2 separate regions of the Mus musculus genome follow, and region 1 is linked to region 2. The links are chromatin contacts, called in public Hi-C maps. All regions are on one chromosome and are shown on one strand. The core of a region is the stretch at or near the end of the contact, and the rest is flanking DNA. Distances in the headings are between cores, read along the strand shown.

What was found. A called contact is a pair of places that touch in the nucleus more often than the background predicts.
Region 1: a Hi-C map of embryonic fibroblasts shows a contact between it and region 2, with 2.0 times the contacts expected there. The contact joins two enhancer-like sites. A contact is called at or near these places in 3 of 484 Hi-C or Micro-C datasets (adipose-derived mesenchymal stem cells, embryonic fibroblasts and tail fibroblasts).

What each region holds. Positions count from the first base shown.
Region 1 is chr8:114,049,050-114,054,404 of GRCm38.p6, reverse strand. The region is part of intron 1 of Gm30107 (a long non-coding RNA gene); the gene reads left to right. Among named protein-coding and RNA genes, the nearest start is that of Gm30107, 29 kb to the left of the region's middle. Within about 2 kb of position 1,819, at least 16 of the 459 cell types and tissues checked have an H3K27ac peak or open chromatin away from gene starts, as enhancers often do. A contact at or near this core is called in adipose-derived mesenchymal stem cells and embryonic fibroblasts, where this site is marked.
Region 2 is chr8:113,801,282-113,806,311 of GRCm38.p6, reverse strand. All of the region lies in intron 3 of Adamts18 (a disintegrin-like and metallopeptidase (reprolysin type) with thrombospondin type 1 motif, 18), which reads left to right. Among named protein-coding and RNA genes, the nearest start is that of Adamts18, 45 kb to the left of the region's middle. Within about 2 kb of position 1,476, at least 12 of the 459 cell types and tissues checked have an H3K27ac peak or open chromatin away from gene starts, as enhancers often do. A contact at or near this core is called in adipose-derived mesenchymal stem cells and embryonic fibroblasts, where this site is marked.

The sequences.
Region 1 (5,355 bases), core at 570-3,069, 250 kb before region 2:
ACTATCAAATAGTAGATTACAAAAGGCTTCCTGCATGAAATACTATTTTAACAGCATTGATAGATTATATAGGAAGGACCTGGAGATAGATGTCTTAGTATCACAAGATGCATAATAAATATTTTACTCATCAATGTACAAGTTTTCATAGTGATTTCCTTATAGGGATGATCCGAAAGTATCATAAATTACCTGCTAGCTAGAAACGAAGAGATTCACGATGTTAGCTTCCTGTTGTTTGGACTAAACCCTAAAGATGAGTAACTTAGAAGGAAGCAACACTTACTTTGCCTCATGGTTTTGATACATGGTCATACGGTCCCATCATTTATGGGCCTATGATAAGGCAGTACACCATGGTGGAAAGGCATGCAGGAGGAAACCACTCGCCTCATGGTGGCCAAGAAGGAGAAGAAGAAGGAGAAAGTCTGGGATGAAGTATACCATGGGAGAGCATGTCTCTCTGGTTGATTTCCTCCACCTCTAGGCCCTGTTTTATTCAGTTTCTACCACCTCCCAGTAGCTGCCCAAGCTATAAAAATCATCACTAGCTTATTCTGTTGAGTTCAGAGACTTCAGGATTCAATCACCACACAAAGTTGGCGCCTCCCCATATCTGTCTCTGCTGTAGTGCTGCAGTGGGGGAATCAAGCCTTCAACACAGCAGCTGTTGCAATCTATTTCAGATCTAAACCACAACATCTGATTAAAACAAGAAGCAAAGACCAGAGACATAAGGAATGGCAGTAGTGTACCAAACCAAGGTGAAGGAAGAGAGCAAAGGGGAGGGGTTTGATTAATTCCTGCTATTCACCCTCCGCAAATGAACCTTACTACAGTTCTAGGGTCTTGGATTCAGTGTAGTCAGCTAGATGGTTTTAACTAGAACATCACCTGTTTATCAAATACTATCCCCAATGCTGGGTACAGCCAGGAGCAAGGCAGACCTCACCCTTGCCCTCAGGGAAATGATATTTCCATGGAGAGATAGACATGATCTTGGGTAGTTTTAACAAGATATGTCTCCCATAGGCTCATATATTTGAGCAATTGGACCCTACTTGGTAATGCTGTCTGAGGAGGTTATAAACTCTGTAGGGTCAGGAGCCATGCTGAAGGAAGTCTTTCACTGGGGCAGGCTTTGAGGTTTGATAACCTCCCTGGTTTCCTATGTTTTCTTTCTGCTTCCTGCCTGCCTGCTTGCTTCATGGTCGGATCCCCATGCCTTGATAGACAGTGTCCTCTCTGGAACCATGAGCGAAAAGAACCCATTTCTCCCCTAAGCTGCTTTTTGTTGAGATAGTTTATCACAGCAACAGAAAAGTAACCAGTGCGCCATCATCATCCATCTGTCTGACCACCCAAGCCTGAGATGGTAATGACTACAAGTCATAGGAAGGATGATGGTACTGATGTGAGACAGGACCAAGCTCAGATGAGAAGATGATTTCAAGTTGATACCTAGAAGGACAGATAGCTTAGTCCTGGTATAACTATTAAATTCTAGTGCTGTGGTAAGTGGAGAAATATATGGCCACTTTAGGCTATTCAAACATGTAAGTGCCACCTTCCAGGACATTCTAAGATTAGATTAAGATTATTCTACACAGTACCCCTCACATTGCCCACCTTCCTCTTGCCAGCATCAGCTCTTCTCGCTGTTGAGTTCACCAACTGCCTGGTTCGTTGGCCTTAGGTTGCCTGGGTTATTCCTAAATTAAATTCCGAAAATGTGCTTCATTTTCTCCAGAGCGATGACTCGGGGGAGGCCAGCAGTGAGGCTGTGGTAGCGGAATGACACAGGAATGCAGGCTGAGGGCTGAGCCTCTGGCTGGAGATCACTCAGCCTGCCCACAAATCTAAAAATGCACAGTTTGACTGTAACACTGGAAAATATCCTCTAATGGCTGGGCTTCTGCCCACCGAGAAAGAAAGTTGAAAATCACGAATGGCAGAGATATTTTGACTTGAGGAGTCTTAGCCCTCTAATACTGCTCATTCTGTCCTAATGGATTATTTTGGGGGTGGGGTGGGGTAGGGGAGAAGTTTCACAGTGAAGATACCCTAAATTGTGTACAGGTAATTGAAGAAAGGGGAGGAAGAAGGGAACGGGGCAGGGAACTGTAGGTTGAAGATACATTAGGAACAATCCAGAAATGCCATTGCCCTTACAGGGGGGGAAAACATGGTGGACTGTAGTGGATGTTTTTCTGTTAATGCTACTTGTTTGTTGTTGTTGTTGTTTTGTTTTGTTTTGTTTTATTACATCTTGCTTATGGATTGTTGGATGCCTTTCTATGCTGAACCTGAGCCAAGGGACTTGAAATTGGGCTTGACCATTTTCCTATATGTGGATGTGTGTGTGATGCATGCATATGTGTGAATATGCACATGGAGGCCAGAGATAGATAACCTCTATCTTCCTCAATTGCTCTGCAACTTAACTCTCGAGGCATGGTCTTTCACTGAACTTGGAGCTTGCTGATTAAGTTAGACTGGCTGGACAGTAAGTCCCAGGGATCCTCCTGTCTCTGTCTCCCTATATCTTGGGTTGTAATAGCATGGAACCAACTATAGGATCTGGGTAAGAACTCAGGTCCTCATGTTTTTATAACAGATTATATCCACTGAGTCATAACTCCAAGCTGCTTCCATCGCCATGGTTCAGATACATCCGCTGTTTCCATTTTTCTTATTTAAAAACTCACATTTATGCCCATGTAGCTAATTACACCCACAAGAGAGTTTTAAGTATATTACAAACCCAGTGGAATGCCAGCCAGTGGGGAGAAAGAATAAGGCTCATTATTGAAAGCTTTATTTCTTCCTGTGAAGTTATGAATTAAATCACTTAGAGCTTCAGCATATCTACTTACTTCAAGTTCTTTTTGCTCCAGTGATGTGTCATTTTGCTCAAGTGATGTGTCATTACTCCAAAGCAGCAAAAGCCATCTAATGCTAAGAGTGACAAGGAATGGTTGTAGTGGTGAGTTCAACAAATGACTAGGGACCCTTTCCCTAGACCGTGAGCTTCTTGATGGGAGCGATTGAGAGGGGCTTAAATCATTACCTAGTTAAGATCCAGATGCTGCTATATGGGAAACCAATGTTATCATTGATTCTATCACCCCTCCCAAGGCTGTATATAAGGGACCCATGGCCATAATGTCATTAGAGAAATGTAAAGTGATAAAGAATTATTTCAGGTTGCAAAGTGGAAATCTTCCTCAGGCGTGGTATTACTATGAATGATAATGATTTTAACACAGATAGTGGGTGAGTTACTCGAAGACGGGGCCATAGTTTGAACAAACATGGGAGGCAAAAGAATCAGACTAAGCAGTGTAGATATACAAGTTAGCCAGGATGTAACTCTGAGCAGTGGGATGTTTGTAGGATTGATGTGCCCCTCCCTTCCATTTTAATGTTTTATTAGAATATAAACACACACAGCAATCACTTGCATAACTCAGATTTCCATAAATTGAATTATACGCATGTAACCACCACTCAGATGAAGAACGTTGTGTTGCGCGATGTTTCTTTAGAGACGTAGCAAACATCTGTTCACTCCAGAGAGGATGCTGAAGACAGCCCAAAGAAATCCATCTACTCAAATCCAGCTTAGTGAGCCAGTGTGTGTCTTGGGGTTACTCATAGGGGCATGAGTGACTCAAAGGCGGTCAGATTGCATTACTCAAAAGCCCCATGGATGACAAATAACCAAAGTTACAACTTTGGAGCTTCCTGCCCAATTTGCATGCAGCCCTACCAGAGACCATCTCCTTAGCAGTGACTACTGCTTACGTAGCTTTGGAGAAATGGGATTTGTGCATCCTCTGAGTCTTCGTACTTCTTAAGCCTTTAAAGTCATTAACTTTCCTAGTCCTATATCCCACCCTCCAGAAGCTCCCTCTCCTCACCCTTGTACCCCTCAAGACAGCCTTTGTGTCTTGAGTCACTGATTCACTATGCTTGACTTTGGATGTTGTATAAATAGAATTACTCAGGGCGTGCTCCTTAATGTGCCTGGCCTCTCCACTCTGTGTCATCACACTTGTGAGATGTGTTGTCATCCCGTTGGGTACAGTTGTTGACTTTTGTTGCTGTAAACCATTCAACAATATGACTATATACTTGTATTTATCCTCTCAGCTTTTGCTGGTATTTGGAATAATGTCCACTTTGGAAAATTATGAATATGATATAATTGTTTTTCTTTAATGCCCTTTATTAATGAGTAGATTGATGCATTTCTGTTGGGTAAAAATCTAGGAATGGGGTTTCTGAATCATAAGACTGAAAATCTCTTTTGAATGAGCAAAACATCCACCTCATATGGTTCTAATTATAACTTAAACATCCCTGGGTTGGGAAATGTATAACAATAACTATCTACTCTTTATTTAATAACATTTTAGATCAACTTGGTATATGACTACCCATAGAAATACCACTTTTGATAGGGACTCAGGTGTTCCAGGCTAGCCTTGAACTTTATAGGTGGCCAGACAAGACCTTGGATTTCTCTGACTCTCTGTCTCAAATCTTTAAGTGATAGCATTATATGTGTGTGCCACAATGTTTATGTGATGCTAGTATCAAACCCAAAGCTATGTGCAAGCTAGATAAGCATTCTGCAAACTGAATTACATCCCCAGCCTGGAAATCGCTGTTTCTGTGTGCAATTTATTCTGACCGAAGATGTTTAGAGTGCATAAGAGTACATATATCCTTGGCAGTAATGCTGAGTCCACAGCTGAAGACACGGAGTTAGGAAAAGGGACATAGAACAATCATACATCAAATTCACTGCTGTTTTTACTCCTCTAGGTCAAACTATGCATTGGGGAAATCTAGTGGAATTGTTTCCGTTCCTTCCTTTTTGTTTTGTCTCTCATAAGGTGCACATATGTTCTCCAAATAGTATATAGCTGAGGGTGTCAGTGGAGGGAGGCCATCCTCTATCTCCAGCCAGATTTTTATCTTCTTTATCTCAAGAACAGAATGGGAGAGATCAAAGATTGTCAGTGGGGTACTTTATTACTAACGCAGAATTAACCACTTTAGATGAATTATGTAACTTTAAACAGAGTACCATTTGGAATTTCAGAATTCATCTAGAACAGGCTTGAACTTTCTCAATAAGAGATTGTTGTTGGGAGATGTTAAGGCTCTAAAAATGGGACAGCTCTGGGAAGTTCTTTAAGGACGTTGGGGATGTCAACAGAGAGTGGTCCCTTGCAGAGAAAGTCTGTAGAACAGCCCTGGCAAGAACAACAGGAGTAGTGGGTCAGTTTCTTGCAGGTCTCAAAACCTAGAAGCATCTGTAGTAGCAAATTCTCTTCTGCACCC
Region 2 (5,030 bases), core at 227-2,726:
CAGTTCCCACTCAAACCCATCACATCAGGGAATCACAGTGGCAAGAGCTTGAAGCAACCGGTCACATCACGTCCACAGCTGAGAGCAGAGAGCCATGCATACGTTATTGCTTTGTACTCAATTAACTTTCTCTTCTTAACGTCTGGGACCTTTAAACCAGGGCACGATGGCTTCCATTTCCAGGGAGATCCTGGATGCCGTATGGGCCGAGCATGGTCTCCACTGGGTACAGGTTAAACGTCTGTGGTATCCCAACAGCCCTTACAACAAAGACCTGTGGGGATACAGGCTCTGGAACTGTCACCCAGATCATTGTCCCCAGAAGGCTGTTATCAAAGCCAGTGCCTCCTCCCAGGTGCCAAGCGAGCAGGCTGCTCCCAGCCATTGGATCTTCTGACTTTTCACGCTGGCTCAGTCTTGGTTCCCACCTTCTGGAGGTTCTTAGACTCCCTGGAGTGTGTACTCCTGGGATTCCTGCTACCCTCAAAACTTCTTCCTGGTTCAAATCCTAAGAGCTGGCAAGATTGAAAACAAAAGTACATCTGAATGTGTACAGGAGGGATGGTGAGGTCTCATGGGGGACAGTTTGACCTTGAGCTTACTATGCATTTGACTTTGACTTCCTTAATTCTGCTGCATCCACTTCTCTAGTGCAGAGATTACAGACGTCTACCACCACAGATGGCTCAGCAGGGTTTAGGTTAGACAGTTGGAGGTCTTTAGACCAGACAGGCATACGTCTGAGTATCGTGTGCTGTCATCTCATGATTAGGGTGAGTAACTGGCTTGAATTTTTTTTTTCTTCAAGATTTGAATAACCCATGTCTGTCAATTTGCAGACATTTCTACCTTAAACATCAGTATTTGCTGATTTAATTCTTAAAGGTGCTGCACTATACAACAGACAGCCATCCCCCACTCTCAGGGCAGAGCACCATTGGTATGCTATAGAGTTCAAAAGATAACAGTGTCTACATATCTAATCGCTACAAACCCATCAAGAAAGGAGTATTGTTCTTAAAATGTTATTAATCTTTCTCTGGGGGGGATCTTCTGGAAGCTGGCAATGAGGAAATCACAGAGGAGGGCTTGCCATGTTAATTTATTAGCACCGCACACAAGGGAAGCCTGAAGTCCGCTTAGAGCTTGCCCTTAGAACAGTTGGAAACGGAAGGCTCTCAGCTCTTCTTGTGAACACATTTCCCCCCTTATAGGTGCCAGCGAACTCACAGGGTCTTCTCTCTGCCCACAGCTCATTCTTCTTCTTTCCTACGTCTAAGTCAGGCTCCCAAACTGTTTATTCACACTTAATCTCCACGTAGTTCAATGATGGTGTTGAACACAGAACCTGAGTCTCTTTCAAAGGTTGGCACATATTTGGTGAACAGAGCCGGCAGAGTCCACAACATGCCAGTCTACGGAAACAATACTGGTTTTGGCATCCACCTGGTTTCTGACTTTAGTTTACAAAATAAGCCAATCCCCATTTCTTGCACGCGTTCTTGGGCTCTTGATTTCCCCTGTGTGCTGGAATTGAGAACTTCCTCTGCAGTTTGGTCCTGAACCCCATTTGTTTTTCCTTCAACATTTGTTTTTTTGATTAAGTTATTATTATTTTTTCTTAACCTTCGAAAATTTCCTGCGGTTTTGGTCTAAAATGATTTTTTTTTGTCAACCTTGTATTTCTGATAACAACTTTTTAAAAAAAACTCATACCAATCATGTGAAGCCGGTGCGTAACCTGCGTGGCGTCTGGAAGTAGTTATTTTTAAATGACTTTATGCTGAAACGCAGTCATATTTTTGTAGGGAGGCTGTGATCTGTTTTTAATTTACAACAGTTTGAAGCCATATTGATTCCTTTTTTTTTTTCCTGCTGATAATCAACATTTCCCTTTTATGGCAAACACAGTCTGCTGATTAACCTCTTGGCTTCCCTTACCGTAGAGTGCCAATGGCTTTATTTACCCAAATGGAATGTCGGTAGATGAGTCAGTCTTTAATTCCAGGGGGGGAAAAAGAGAGCGTGGTGGAGAGCTATAAATTATCGAGGTTCCAGGCTAGAATTTAGTAGTCAATGGCTAGTGAAAATTCTGGCTTTGTCATGCTAGCTGGGTGGCCTTGGGTGTGTTACTTAAATTTTTCTTTTCTCCCCTCCATGCTTCCTTTCCCTTCCCCCCTTTCTCTCTCTGCACAGTTTCTCAGCTACCAAGTCTCCCTGGTACTGGCACTCCCCACCCCTACGGTGTTATTAGGAGAACTGAGCAAGATGGAGTAGCTTGGCACCCCGCCCACTGTTACCATCATGGCTTCTTGTTGCAGTAGTGGTCATAGCAACAACATGCCAAAAGTTCTCTCCAATCCAAGGGGCTCTACAGTCCTGTTGACAGCATCAATTCTGTTCTTTGATTATACTCTCCCCCCACTCCCCAATACGGTAGCAGGATTTAAGTAGGTTCTGGGGTGGCTTGGCTGTTAGAAAGCTGGGATCCTTGCCCTGCTAGAGTGTGTAACTTCCAATCCTGTAGGTGAGGCTCTTCCATTAAAGGATTCTGGAGGTATGCACTTGAAGCTGTTGTGTGCGCTGGAACAAGATAGGTGTATAGTGCTATGAAGTCATGTTTTGTGGAGAGAGGAGGCAACTCCAAGGATGGTTCAACCGAGAAGTAAGGGAAGACCCCTTAATCAGCTAAAGAGAGGACCTCAAAATCATCTAAGGTAGAGGCAATGGTGAATACAGATGTCCTGTAGGCTGGCTCCAAGGAAAAAAATGACACAGCCACAGATGGAGCCATGGTCCATGGGAAACCCACAGGGCTAAGAGACTTCCTGGGTCATACTGTATTGTCTCTCCAGAGAATTTTGCCTCCCTCATAGATACTCTACCCACCTTCAGCCCCATCTTAGACTGGTGACTCTGAAAACCCCGATGTTACCTCTGGTACTACCAGAAACCCACCCTGGGTCTCCTCTGGTACTCTGGATCATTGCAGACAGAAGTAGTGAATCGGATAGGAATTTGCAACCTGTGTCTGCAGTTGATTGTATTGTCTTAGCATTTAGCTGCTAGTCTTATATACCTGTGGAGATGATGCTAGAGGGCATCCCAGATCTTACTAGTCAGTGATGTCCTGTGAAAGGAGAACAGTGAGTATGCGTTCCTGAATGGATGTGCACGTATGTATACACAAATGCATCGGGATGATGTGGGTGCAGAGGCTCGATTCTTTCTTACCGTTTGCTGATGGGATGTCCTGGTATCTTCTTTATGATGATGATGACAACGTAACTTACAATGATTATACTTTAGGGAAGTAACAATTCTGTGTTGATGTTAATTGTAGTCTTTATTTTCAGATCTTATCATTCCGATAATCAAAAATTTCCTGCTATTTTTCTTTTTTAATGGTCTTGAAAAAAAATCACACTTTGGAGGGGAATTGTTATTTCATTGTTATGCACTGGGGCAATTTCCAGTGCAGTTTAAATAACTCTGTGACAGGCTCTCTTTCTTTTTCTGTTTTCCTCCACACAATTTCTCTTAGTACAAATTTCCAATTTGTACTAAGACAACATTATATTTTATCGTCCCCCTATTTTCTTGTCTAGTGATTCTAGTGAGTGATATTTGTATACTCTTACCAAACAAATATCTACTCTCCACAGCAACTCCCACATAAAGCTGTGTGTGTGTGTGTGTGTATTGTGTATGTGTATAAGCGTATATAGGTGTGATAACATGCTTCTCACAGAGGGCATGTGGAGCTCTGGGGATCTCTCATCAGGATGGAATTCCTAGATTAGATTAGGAAGGTTGGCCAGTGAGGCCCAGAGGTCTGTCTGTCTGTCTCTATTTTTGCAGTAGGGGAAATACAAGCATGTACTACTGTCCCTAGCTTTTAAACAGTGAGATCTGGGAATCAAACTCAGCTCCTCATTCCTGTAAGGCAAGCACCTAACAGACTGAGCTATTTCCCAGCCCCAAGTTGGTCCTTTTCTATAATATTTTAGATGAAACCATCGAGGTGTAGAGAGATGAAGTAACCTCAGAGTTGCCACCTGGGCAGTGTTTAGATTTAAGAGAGTGAGTGTATCCCTTACCTATTGTGCCCCCACCTATTTCTGCTCTCTAGCTACAAAGCAATGTAGTCTACAAACTATTGCAATTCAAAGCCAGGAAGGACCCAAACATGCTAAGAAGAAGTCCTGGTTTGGGAAACCATTTCTCTGTTGACTTCTACCAAACAGCAGTTGAATTTTTTTTTTAATGTGCTATGGTATCAAGTGCAATAGATTCTGGCAGATAAATCTTCATAATGAAGATTTCTCAGGTCTCTAAAACCAAAATGATCATTAATCATGTAAAGTCCGGGTAACCTGAATCTAATGTCTCAGCAGCAATAATTCCACTAACCACATGATGGTTCGTGGTCAGGGACAAACAAAAGTGGGGCAAGAAAGGACCGGGTGAATCTTGTTGGGTGATTATAATGACGCCAACTCCTCTGACATCTGTCAAGAGAGATCTGAGACTTCTCTTGTTTTTACGTGTATGAGTATTTCATCTACATGGCCATATGCATACCACATATGTGTCTGGTGTCTGCATCTGCCAGAAAAGGGTATGATATGCTCTGGCATTGGTGTTATAGCTGGTTGTGAGCTGCTGTGTGGGTGCTGGAAAATGAAGCCAGGTCCTCTGTGTGAAGGGCAAGTGGCCTTGACTGCCAAGTCATGTCCCCAGCCCCTTTCAGAGGATGTTTGAAGAGAGGAAAGAGTCAGTGATAGAGGTGACTTGATTACAATAGGTCCATGAGGCATTTCAGACGGCTTGAATACGTTACTCACAACAGAACTTTGGTTTCCTTAATGGAGGCTGGGAGTCAGAGACCTGGAGGTTCTGGAGAGGACCCTCTCTGGATTTCAAACTGTGGTTTCTTTCTGTATTGAGTAGAATAGGATATGGCAGCCCCCCACCTTAAATGGGCACAAATTCTTTCTGTGCCTTCTTAACCACCTCCCCAATGGTAC